Linked DNA regions of Mus musculus: all the other regions are linked to region 1. Evidence: chromatin contacts called from public HiCAR-type and promoter capture Hi-C data. All regions are on one chromosome and are shown on one strand. Each heading gives the region's core, a stretch centred on a gene start, on an enhancer-like site or on the middle of the called end of the contact. The rest is flanking DNA. Distances are from core to core; before and after follow the strand shown. Region 1 holds the start of Sp3 (trans-acting transcription factor 3). Region 2 holds the start of Hnrnpa3 (heterogeneous nuclear ribonucleoprotein A3). Region 3 holds the start of Nfe2l2 (nuclear factor, erythroid derived 2, like 2).

Region 1 (3,620 bases), core at 374-2,873:
GGCGGGAGGCCTTGGGCTGGCGGGCTGGCGGGCGGGCGCGCCGCAGGCCCGGGATGGCGGGCGGGCGGGACTTACCGCTCCGGCGGCGGCGGCGGGGACCCCGGCGGCGGCGGCAACGGCCGCCTCCTCGTCGTCGTCGCCCGGCGATGGCGGCCCTATCTTGCTGCAGGTAGCGGCCAGCAGAGCGAGCGGTGACGGCTGAGTGTCCTACCCGCGATGGGCGGGTTCAGAGAGGGAGACAGGGAGGGGGGTGGCGGTTAGGGCCGGGCCCGCTCGCACAGGAAGTACGGCTCGCTCCGCGCCTGGCCGCGCCGCCAACCCGGCCCCGCGCTCTCCTCCTCCTCCTCCTCCGGGGTCTGCGGCGCCTCTCCCCGCGCTCGGTGGCCCGCGGCGGACGGCTGCGCGCCGGGCCTCTTCCCTCCGTCCGGATCCCACCCGGGAGGGCGCGCACACTTGCACACTCACACACACACAAACACACACACAAAAAGGCGGCGGGCGGGGGCGCGCGGGCGGGGTCGGAGCGTTGGCGCCTCGGGCGGGCAGCTCCCGGGGCGGGGGAGGGGCGGGCGAGCGCGCGCGGGAGGGAGGGAGGGAAGGAGGGAGGGCGAGGGGAGGAGAAAGCGGCGCGCGGGGAGCCCGGCCGCGCTCAGCCGCTCCTCACCTGGGCCGCCGCCGCCGCCGCGCCGTTTCCGTGCTGCTGCTGTTGCTGCTGCTGCTGCTGTAGATACTCGCCGTGGCCGCCGCCGCCTCCGCCGCCGTCCACGTCCAAGGCAGCCATTTCCTCTTGTTTCACGGGCTTTTCGGGAGCTGCAGGCACAGCGCGGGGGGAGGGGGGAGGAGGAGGGTGGGGTGGGGAGGAAGGCGGGTGCGGGGAGGGAGGGGGCCCGCGAGCCGCGGCCACATTAGTGAGCGCCGGGCGGCCCGGGCCCTGCCCCTCCCCTGCCCTCCCCCCGGCCGCGGCGGCCACGGCGGCGGCGGCGCGCTCCCTCCTCCCCTCCTGCTGCCCCCGCCCGCCGCGGCTGTAACCCTCCTCCTCCTCGTTCCCTCCTCCTCCTCCCCGCGCTGCCCCTGCCCCCTCTCCTCTCCTCTCCTCTCCTCCCCTTTCCCTCCGCGGCGCTCGCTCCTCTCGCACCGTCAGTCACTCGCACACGCCCGCCCGCCGCCGCCGCCCGCGCCCGCACACAGGGGGGATGCGCTCCCGGCGGACCGGGCCGCCCGCCCGGAGCCCGGCGGGCACTCGGCGCTGGGGCTGGAAGGGCTGGACAGCTGGCTGGCGGAGATGGGAGTGCGGCTTTCTGCCTCCGCCGACACTCGGTCGCACGCTCCCGGAGGCCGGGAGCCGGCGGTGGCGGCCCCGGGCTGGCTGTGGGCGGCAGTGGCAGCGGCGGAGGCAGCGAGGGTTGCTCTCTCTCGGCTTTACGTACCGGTCATAGTGTGTTTAGGACAGCTCAGGCGGGGCTCCCCGCCGCCTTACACATGGTGAGAAGCGAAGGCGGCGGCGGCGGGAGAGGATGCGGGAAGCGGCGGCGGACACGGCCGGAGCGGTCCGGGGAATTTTTTTTTTCCTATTTTGATTGACTGTGCGGGAAACACAAAAGGTGGAGCCTCCAGCCCAAAAGGGGGGAAGAGGGCGACAGCCCGCCCGGAAGTTCCGCCCCTCTTCCCGGCTCTCATTTGCCGCTAGGCTCTCCGTCAGCTCTGTTCATTGGTCCGGACGCCTGTCCGTCGCTCGGCCTGGCGGCGGGCTTCCTGTTTGCCCCCGGGTTGAAGGGGAGAGACAATGAGCGGCCGTGGCGCCGTAGGTTCTCCAGAACGGCCCCGGCTCGCGCGTTACCCCGCTGTGCCAGCCTCGTTCCTCGGCTGCGGCTGCCAGACCCGAGGCGCAGGCCTCTTCCACTGGCTGGCCCTGTGTGCAGGCCTCGCCAGGCTGTCGGGGAGCCGAGCTGGGGAGGAAGTCCGTCCCCGGTGGCTCCGGCTCCACTCGACGTCTCCTCCATCCTGGCAGCCGACCGGACTGGATCTCCCCAGGGCCCGGGCGCTCGGAGCTGCGTCTTGCCAGCGCTGCCAGGAGGCCACCGCCGCTCGGCCCCAGGGCTGCTGCTGCTACTGAGCAAACCGGACCCGCCCCACGAGCCCTGGGGGAGGGAGCTGGTATTGGGGGAGACACCCCCTCCGAGGCTGGAGGAGGACGTTTTCACACACATTCAGCTCTTGGTCGCAAGTCGGATCCATCACCTTCTCATCCTCCCGAGCTTAGCCCGTGGTTACCAACCATCTACTTTTGTGGACCCTGGAGGCGGGCACTTAGAGCAAAAAGATATCTCCAGTCCCTTCATAAAGAAAAAAGGTTTTAGTTCTGGCCAGTGATATCAAAGCAGGCTTAGTTATGTTTTTATTCAATGAGATACAGTCACCCTTTAAAATCAGTTTGCTGCACACACAAACTACCTGCTTCTTAACCAAGAAAGTCAGTCAACATTTGTTAAAACAGTACATCTAAAAAGTATCCTTCCTCTTGGGAGCGTTTAGTTACTTTTTTTTTTTTTTTTAAATTTTGTACTTAGTGGTGTATTAACACCCCTTCCTTTGACATCCTCAATGCCTTGCAGTCAGTCATTCAGGAGAAAAAAGTGTTCTGCAAACAACAGACAGAACGTTGTCTATTACCTCTAGATACTTTTGCTTAAGAAAGGTTGAATTTAAGAGTAGGAAACACTATCCACAATACTTTTATTAGAAATCTACCTCAAGCAAGAATAAACATCCCAATTATTGTACTTGTATGTTTTGTATGAGGTTGAAGGCAAAGCATTTAAACTAGCTTTGTATACACGAACTTGAAAATTCATGGGGGGGAGGGGCAGTGCATACATCGGTTTCAGAAGCCTTTTTGGACTTGTTTTTTTGTTTTTTGGTTTTTTCTCGTTGGTTGTGGTTTTTGTTTTCAAGACAGTTTCATGTGTAGCCTTGGTTGTCCTGAAACTGGATTTGTAGACCAGGTTCACCTGGAACTCACAGAAACCCACCTGCCTCTGCCTCCTGAGTACTGGGATTAAAAGTGGGGGCCATCTCCGCCAACTACTTCGTGGTAATTTTTAATACAGTGACACATGTTCTCTTTCTCTTGTGTCATGCAAGCAAGAACAGTCTTTCAGGGCCAAAAACCAGATAACTCAAACTAGCTGTTTTGAGGCAAAGCTCTTAAAAATGCACATCAGTGCTGGGCGGTGTTGACACACGCCTTTAATCCCAGCACTTGGGAGGCAGAGGCAGGCGGATTTCTGAGTTCAAAGCCAACCTGGTCTACAGAGTGAGTTCCAGGACAGACAGGGCTACACAGAGAAACCCTGTCTCGAAAAAACAAAAACCAAAAAAAAAAAAAAAAAAAAAAAAAGAATGAACATCAGCAAGAGTATGACTCAGCATAAGGTGAGATTCAGTAGACTTCTCCAACCACAGTTGAGTCACTGTGACACCCTATGTTAAGATGACCAAAAGCAAAATGGTCTCTTGCAAGAATACTTATTTCTTAACTAGTGCAAATACACTAAAGTATATGCAAAGCATAAAGCCGGTATTTAGATAAATACATGTAGTAACATACAGTATAATTTACG
Region 2 (3,524 bases), core at 738-3,237, 2.7 Mb after region 1:
GTAGCCCAGGGAGGCCTCATACCCCACTTTGTAGCTGTGAATGTCCTTGAGCCCTTTTGAGACAGGGTCTCTGTATCCTAGAGCTAGATGTAGGTCAGGCTGGCCTGGTACCCCCAGAGATCCTTCTGCATCTGCCTCCTGGTTGCTGTGATTAAAGTCCTGAGACACCACACTTGGCTGCTCTGAGTTTTTTCAATCTCCCACCTCCAATCCCTAAATGCTGTGGGTTTGAGGGATTAGGAGCTGTGTCACCTGCCCAGTTTGCAGAGATGAGGATCCAGGCCTAGGTCTCATGTCTGACTGCTGGGATTAAAGGTGTGTGCCACCATCTGAATCCATTTCTCATCTTTCACTGGGAGAGACAGATAAATTGCAAAGGAGTTTGCTATGCAGAATGTTAAAATATGCAATTTGTTGCAGGAAAAGAAGGCTTGTCAATTGTGCTTTTTTTCTTACCCTCAATAACTTTATTTAAATGAGATCTGCAGATTTTTTTTTTCTTTTGAGACAGGGTCTCACTCTATAGCACTGGCTCCCTGAAACTCCACATAGCCAGCTAGAGAGGCATGGGCCTCTGCCTTCAGAGTAGCCTAGAGGTGACACATACCACGACTAGCAAATCTGTAGACTTTTAATTTACAGTTGTTATTGTGAGAAGGCTAGGCTAAGTCCACGACAGGCTTCAAATTAGCAGCTAAGGAGACGAGGTCTAAAAACCCAGGCTTCAGGCAGCTAATTAGAAACTGCCCCACCACCTGGCCTGAAACAAGGACAATGGGTCAGCAGTTCCCAGCCAGCCCCCACGCCCCAGTAATGGAATGTCCTTCGAGATAGCATAAGACACAGCCTACCACCCCCCACCCCAGATTCCTCAGCCAGTTTCCAGGCACCATACCCTAGTATGGTTCTGGAATACCTAGAGACAGAGTAAGACAAAGCCCACCTACCCCAGGATTCCACTAAGGTGCTTTAAATTGGTCCTGCGGGCTCACTTCAGGCTCTATCTTGGTAACGGGAGACCCCAGCATGCTGGACTTCTACAGAATAAAAACAGTGTTTGCGTTTACATACTATTAGAATCCGGGGTATCATTCTTCGTTACAGTGGGTGTTTCGAGACTACCTAATCCTATGTTTGCTTTTATTTGATTAAAAACCCAAATCGTTCCAAATCCCTTTGCTAAGCAAATAAACGATTCGACTTATTTCGTTCATATACTGCACACTAAAACTCGAAACTGATGACCACTTTAAATAAGAAACAAATCTCTAGCCAACAGGTAGAGGGCCTATATGGCCAGAAGCCTTTTGGAAACGTTGGAAATCGTTCCATTCTCTCAATTCTATACCCAAGTGGCTCTGCTTCTTCCTCCCAGACTGTCTTAATTTGTAAATGTGCAAGCTGCTAAGGTGAAAACCGCAGTAACTCAGCCGCGTTTTGCGGTCCGTGAGACGTGCCCCGACTGCGACTTGCAGTGTGGGTCTCCCAGGAAGGCGGCGCAGTCACATTTTTCCAAACCTGGGCTCTCGACATTTAGAAAGCCGCGAGGGAGGCGAAGATGGTCAACTGGCTTTCTTACAACCTTAAGTCTCAAGTCAGAAAAGCGTGACTTTCCATTTGGCTCTGGAATGGAGGTGAACTCGGAAATGGAGACCCGCAGGCGCGCGGGGGAGGGGCGAGAGGGGCCAGAAGAAAGGGAAAGGCCTTTCTCTAAGCTGACGCGCGGTCACGCGGCTTTCTCCCGACGTGGGCTCTCGCCATTGGTCGAGCTGCCGCTGACGTAAGCGTCGCTGCCGGGCGCGAACCGCGGCGAAGGCGGCGCTGCGTTGGAAGTTGGCGAGGCGCGCGCGCTCCCGCCGGCGGCCCAATCCCCGCTCTCCACCCTCGGCCCGCCAACGCGGTGGACCAGTCGCGCTCCGCTTTCTCATGACTCCGCCCCCAGTGGGCGGGCGGCGCGCGGATAGCACATCACGTGGTGACTGGCCCCGCCTCTTCCTCTCGGTCCCATATTGAACTCGAGTTGGAAGAGGCGAGTCCGGTCTCAAAATGGAGGTAAAACCGCCGCCCGGTCGCCCCCAGCCTGACTCCGGCCGTCGCCGCCGCCGCCGGGGGGAGGAGGTATTAGGGGGAGAGCGGGGGGTTGCTGGGTAGTTGCCGGCATGGGGGGGCTTTGGCTCGATGGGAGTGGGGAGGCCGGGGAGACCGGGACGATCGTCCCGCGCTTTGCGCTGAGGGCGGTGGGAGGGGGAGGGGAGCGGGCCGGGTGGCCTCCTCCGGGCCCTCCGTCGGCCTGGTCCTCTCGGTCGGCCGCACCGGCAGCCCTCGAAGACGCGGCGGGGCCGGGGAGTGGCTCGGCAGCCGGGCGAGGATGCCCTCGGGCTGCGCGGCCTGACTTAGCGAGGCCGCGGGCGGCATGGCGGGCCTCCGCGGGAGCGGTTGGGAGGAGGCGGTGGGGGAGGGGAGGAGCACATCCGGGCGAGCGAGCAGGCGGGCGGCGGCCGCATTGACATTGATCCGCCGCCGCCGCGTTACGAAATGGCGCAGTGGCCCGCAATGGCCGCCGCCTGGCTACGCCGCCAAGAAGGAGTGCGCGGGGATTGGAGGGGACGGCGGGAGGCGGCCCGGCGTTTCTGCCGCAGATGGCCTCCAGGCTCCGGGCGCGGTGCTTTCCGCTGGGGTGCTCCCGACGTGGATCTAGGCCTTGGCGGGCCTTCTGGGTGATGACAATCCGCGCAATACTCGGGCCGGATTTTCTCAGCGCTCATTTGGGGATACATTACTGAAAAGCTTGCTGCTTTAAGGTGCTTCCTAACCCGCTGCTTGTGCTCAAGTATTTGGAATGAGAGTATTTACAGCGTCCTGTGGTTGAAGTCTTAACCATTTCGGGGGTTTGAGTGTAGATGTGTTTACTTGGAGCTTAATATTTTTATTGATCTAATTTCTCATACTTCGGATTGGCCCGGATTTTGGTTTTCCTGGATTTTGGTTTTAGAGAACTGCGACCACACTAGAAAATACCACGATTACGAGAATTTTGTGTGTATAGAGATGCTTTTTGTGTATTGTCAAATTCATTTATGCGAGGCTTGAATAAAGGGGTTTTACGTGAATTTGGGTAGTTGGGTTTCTGGTATGTGGCTGTCTGCATATTGAATGTTCTAACTAATATTTCCAGAAGATGGAAGAAAGTGAGCCCCCTTTAAGGGCTTGTGTTGAATTGTCTTAATGCGTTCATTAAAAGCGGTTCACTCGAAAGTAAAATCTTCAAAAAGAAAACCACAGGCTAGATATTTTCTAAGTCTCTCAGTTACGGTTTTGTTTCTAATTCCTCTGGTCAGGCGGTATATGCTATACCTTGTAAATCCAAATTACACGCTTGTGAATGTAAGGATCGCATTCGAAATAACTTGAAACTATATGATGTAAGTGGGTATAACCAAGGTAAATTGATTACAGAAAGCTAAGTAGTGGAACCAGGTGTGAATGGTGCGTGCACACCTGTTACCCTAGTATTTGAAAGGCTA
Region 3 (3,546 bases), core at 4-2,503, 2.7 Mb after region 1:
AAATCCAAAGACAAAGCCGCCCAGGGGAAAATAACAATTGCGCAACTGATCAACAGCTCCAACTTGTCCCTTGGCCCCAGAGCAGCGAGGTTTGCACGCTATAGAGCAGGAAAGGGCCAACCGAGGGCCTCTGTGACTGCCAACTGGCCGATGTAAGCCAGCCAGAAGCCACAGCCTCGCACACTACGTGGGGCCCCGCGGGTCACCATACTCAGAACACACAGCCCAGCATGGGGCCCACTCGGACCTCGGAGCCCGCCGCCCAGGTCTGCACGTCCTTGCGCCCGGCGCGAGGCCATTCCCGGGTTCCCAGGCTGAAGGAGCGTGCGGAGCCCTGCCGGCAGGCCGCCCGTCGGGGCGCCAGAGCACGAGGGCCACCCGGTGACTTTCTCCTCCGCCCCCGGAGGGCTGGGCTTTTCTGGATCAAGACGGACAGGCGTGATCTTACAGACCAGCTCTCGGGCTGAGGCCGTAGACGGCCGAGCTCACCAAGTCGTAGAACGGGGGTTGGGGAGGGCTTCGGGCGGACGCCGAGGAGAGACCTCAGCTCCCCCGAGCGCGGCCCCGTGACTAGGCACATTTTTACCGGCACCGAATCAGGGAAACTACGCTGCCCCGGAAAAGGCCGGGCGGCGCCGGTTTAGACCGCCAGCATCCACCCCCCTCCCGCCTCTGCGCCTCCCACCCAGCGAGGTGGTGGTGTCTCTGCCTGGCCCCACGAAGTCAGAGCTTCCTCCACACCCCAACCTCGCCGCCCCTGGAGACCTCAGGCTCGGACCCCACTCTCGTCGCGGCCCCAACATCCTCCGTTGCCCTCCCAGCTCGGCGGGGCAGTTCCCAGGCCCTGCCGTCGTAGTCCTGGCTCAGACTGTCCCTCCCTCCCGGAGCCACTATCCCCTCGAGCTCCTGCCGGCTTCTTGGCACAGCCCAGGGGCCCGAAGGTTGGGGCAGCACCTGCTGGGACTGTAGTCCTGGCGGTGGCAACTCCAAGTCCATCATGCTGAGGGCGGACGCTGTGGTAGGGCTCCCCGACGGCGAGGCTACTTGCAGCAGAGGTGAGGCGGCGGCAATGGCTAGTCCGAGCAGCGGAGAACTAGGAGATAGCCTGCTCGCTGGAGTGGCAGGCCAGCCTTAGTCCGCCCCGCCCCCGCCCCCTGGGGGCGGAACAAGGACCTAGGGACGGGACAAGAACTTAGAGGCGGAGAAAAGGCTAGGGCAAGAGGCAAGGGCCAGAGGCAGGACAAGGGCATGGAGGCGGGGTAAGGGGCGGGGCAAGAGCTTGGAATCGCGTACAGGGGCAGGGCAAGGACCCGAGGGCCCCCCGCAAAGGCCTAGGGCGGGGCAAGGGGAGGGGGGGACAAGACGGGGGCCAGTGGAAGGAGCAAGAGCCCGAGGGCGGGGCATGGACCTGAGTGCTTCCGGCCGGAGTTCCCGCGTTCCCCTCGACCCCCCACTGTTGATCCTCCTCTCGCTGTCCGGGGCATGGCGGAGTCAGGTGGGCTGAAGTCGCACGGGGGGCGGAGCGCGAGCAGGAGGCCTTCGGCCCCCCCAGTCCTCTGTAGGACAGCACCCCCTTGCTAGAGATTAGCAGCTGTTTGCCGAAGGTCGCTCCAGCCCTGGCTCTTTGAAGCAGTTTAAACAGTTGGTGCAAGCACACCGGGAGCCCCGGCCCGTGCGCTGCTATCGGAGCTGCCACTCCCTGATTTGGACCTGCAGAACCTTGCCCGCTTTATCTCGCTCCACCGGCTGACTGTGGCGCCAGTTTCGGGGTTAGGGCTCTGAGCTGGGACCCGGACTTTGCAAGAGGCCAACTGCCCTCTGGCCCCAGGTCCCATTCAGTTGCTGGTGCTCAAACACCTCTGCCCCAGGGAGATGGATGAGTCCACGCTGCAAACTCGTGCTCGCTTACTCGAAGGCCCTCCACTTCTCCCACGTGCCCTGGGCTCGGGGCCCAAGCGGTCACTCAGTATCACTTCATCCACCCAGAGCCCAGCAAGCGGGCACAGCTCTAACAGAATCACCGAAGTGGATTCTAAGACTCTCAGGGTTCCTTTACACGTACTTACTCTATTTGGGAATTTTGAGGTATGATCTCATAAGGCCCCACCTCTCAAGCTGTTTTTAGAGCAGCGTTTCTCAACCGTCGTAATGCAGCGACCCTTTAATATAGTTCGTGTTGTGGTGACCTCCAACTAGAAAAGTATTTTTGCTGCTACTTCATAACTAATTTTGTTGCTATAAATTGTAATGTAAGTATCGGATGTGCAAAATATCTGAGATGCTTGGGGTGGCTCTCCACAGGCTGAGAACTGTACCATAGACTCTGCCACTTGGGTTTGGTGGTGGTGGTGGTGGTAGTGACTGTTTTCACAACGTTCATTCCCAAACATACTTCTTTAACTGCCCCCGAAAAAAAATCCAATTTCTAAAATAGTTATATGGGCTTAGAAAAAAAATCGAGGGATGTTTTAATGTGTTAATAGTTGAAAACCCAGAGTATTTTTATCTTTCTCTTTGTTGTTTTAAGTATGTTTGAACACAAATATCTTCTTTTGAATTTTTTTTTTTTTTTTTGGTTTTTTAAGACAGGGTTTTTCTGTGTAGCCCTGGCTGTCCTGACACTCACTCTGTAGACCAGGCTGGCCTAGAACTCAGAAATCTGCCTGCCTCTGCCTCCCAAGTGCTGGGGCTAAAGGTTTGCGCCACCACTGCCTGGCTTGAAATGTATTTTAAAAACCACTACCCTATTATGGGCCTGGGGTCAGTTAGAGATTCAACAATCTGACAAAGAAAGGTCTCTTACTCAGATCCTAGCGCTAGGTCTCCAGCTGAGACTCAGGACTTCTGAATGCAATGCTCAGCCATTTGTTCTCTCACAAACAGAATGCAAACAGAATCTCCTTCTCCAGCAAAACAGAAACAGCAGTAAAAAAAATTTAACCCTTAACGGCCCTTAACATTTGGAGGTCTAATTTTGCTTTATAGTTCTCTGGAGCACCGAAAATTTAAACTTTTAAACATAAAGTTAGCCAACAACATAATATTTCATAGTATTAATGCTGCAGGGGCCAACCTCTGTCGGCAGGAGAGCTAAGGGCCTTGTGACAACTGAAAGCAGAGTTACTAGCCAGGAAGAACCTGAGAAAGGAAATGGGAGGCTTTTACTTCCTCCTTGTAGGGCCTTTTCCCTCTCTCTGTGATGCCAAACCAAACTGAATAGTTTGCTTAGTAGTTTGCGTAGAAGCAGCACGTTTCCCCAAGGTCATACAGTAATCTCTGTGTTGTGCATAAAGCAGATCAAGTGCCCTACCATGCTGTTGGAGTACCTCGGTTAATGAATCGACCTGTTCTTCTAATTTTACAGTAGACTTTTCTAATGCAAATAAATCCTGGGTTATCTGACATCTTACATTTTTGTAAATGACACCAAGCCATTGTTGTAGCTGTTGCCGGAAGAATGGCTGCCAACTGTTAGAAGGGCAGCTGACAATCCTAAGTTTTCTATGAGGGATAGAAGGGGAGGAACTGCATTTTTCTGCTCCAGGG

What was found. HiCAR-type assays count read pairs that join an accessible place to other places. Capture Hi-C pulls out chosen DNA fragments and counts their contacts.
Region 2: a contact with region 1 is called in a promoter capture Hi-C map of liver, with 2.2 times the contacts expected there. The contact joins the promoter of Hnrnpa3 here to the promoter of Sp3 in region 1. A contact is called at or near these places in 1 of 39 promoter capture datasets (pre-B cells) and 1 of 9 other capture datasets (liver).
Region 3: a contact with region 1 is called in a HiCAR-type map of astrocytes, with 3 times the contacts expected there. The contact joins the promoter of Nfe2l2 here to the promoter of Sp3 in region 1. A contact is called at or near these places in 1 of 39 promoter capture datasets (pre-B cells) and 1 of 115 datasets of contacts at active chromatin or transcription factors (astrocytes).

What each region holds. Positions count from the first base shown.
Region 1 is chr2:72,978,823-72,982,442 of GRCm38.p6, forward strand. It overlaps Sp3 (trans-acting transcription factor 3), which reads right to left and starts at 1,624. Exons shown (of 7, transcript NM_001018042.3): 1 at 1,428-1,624; 2 at 665-810; 3 at 76-207. The coding sequence starts at 1,434. It overlaps Sp3os (trans-acting transcription factor 3, opposite strand), which reads left to right and starts at 610. Exons shown (of 3, transcript NR_045269.2): 1 at 610-773.
Region 2 is chr2:75,657,272-75,660,795 of GRCm38.p6, forward strand. Hnrnpa3 (heterogeneous nuclear ribonucleoprotein A3) reads left to right here and starts at 1,988. Exons shown (of 11, transcript NM_053263.1): 1 at 1,988-2,052. The coding sequence starts at 2,047. It overlaps Gm39859 (predicted gene, 39859), which reads right to left and starts at 1,666. Exons shown (of 3, transcript NR_166143.1): 1 at 1,519-1,666; 2 at 948-1,037.
Region 3 is chr2:75,703,410-75,706,955 of GRCm38.p6, forward strand. It overlaps Nfe2l2 (nuclear factor, erythroid derived 2, like 2), which reads right to left and starts at 1,254. Exons shown (of 5, transcript NM_010902.4): 1 at 955-1,254. The coding sequence starts at 999. E030042O20Rik (a long non-coding RNA gene) reads left to right here and starts at 3,476. Exons shown (of 2, transcript XR_003953858.1): 1 at 3,476-3,546.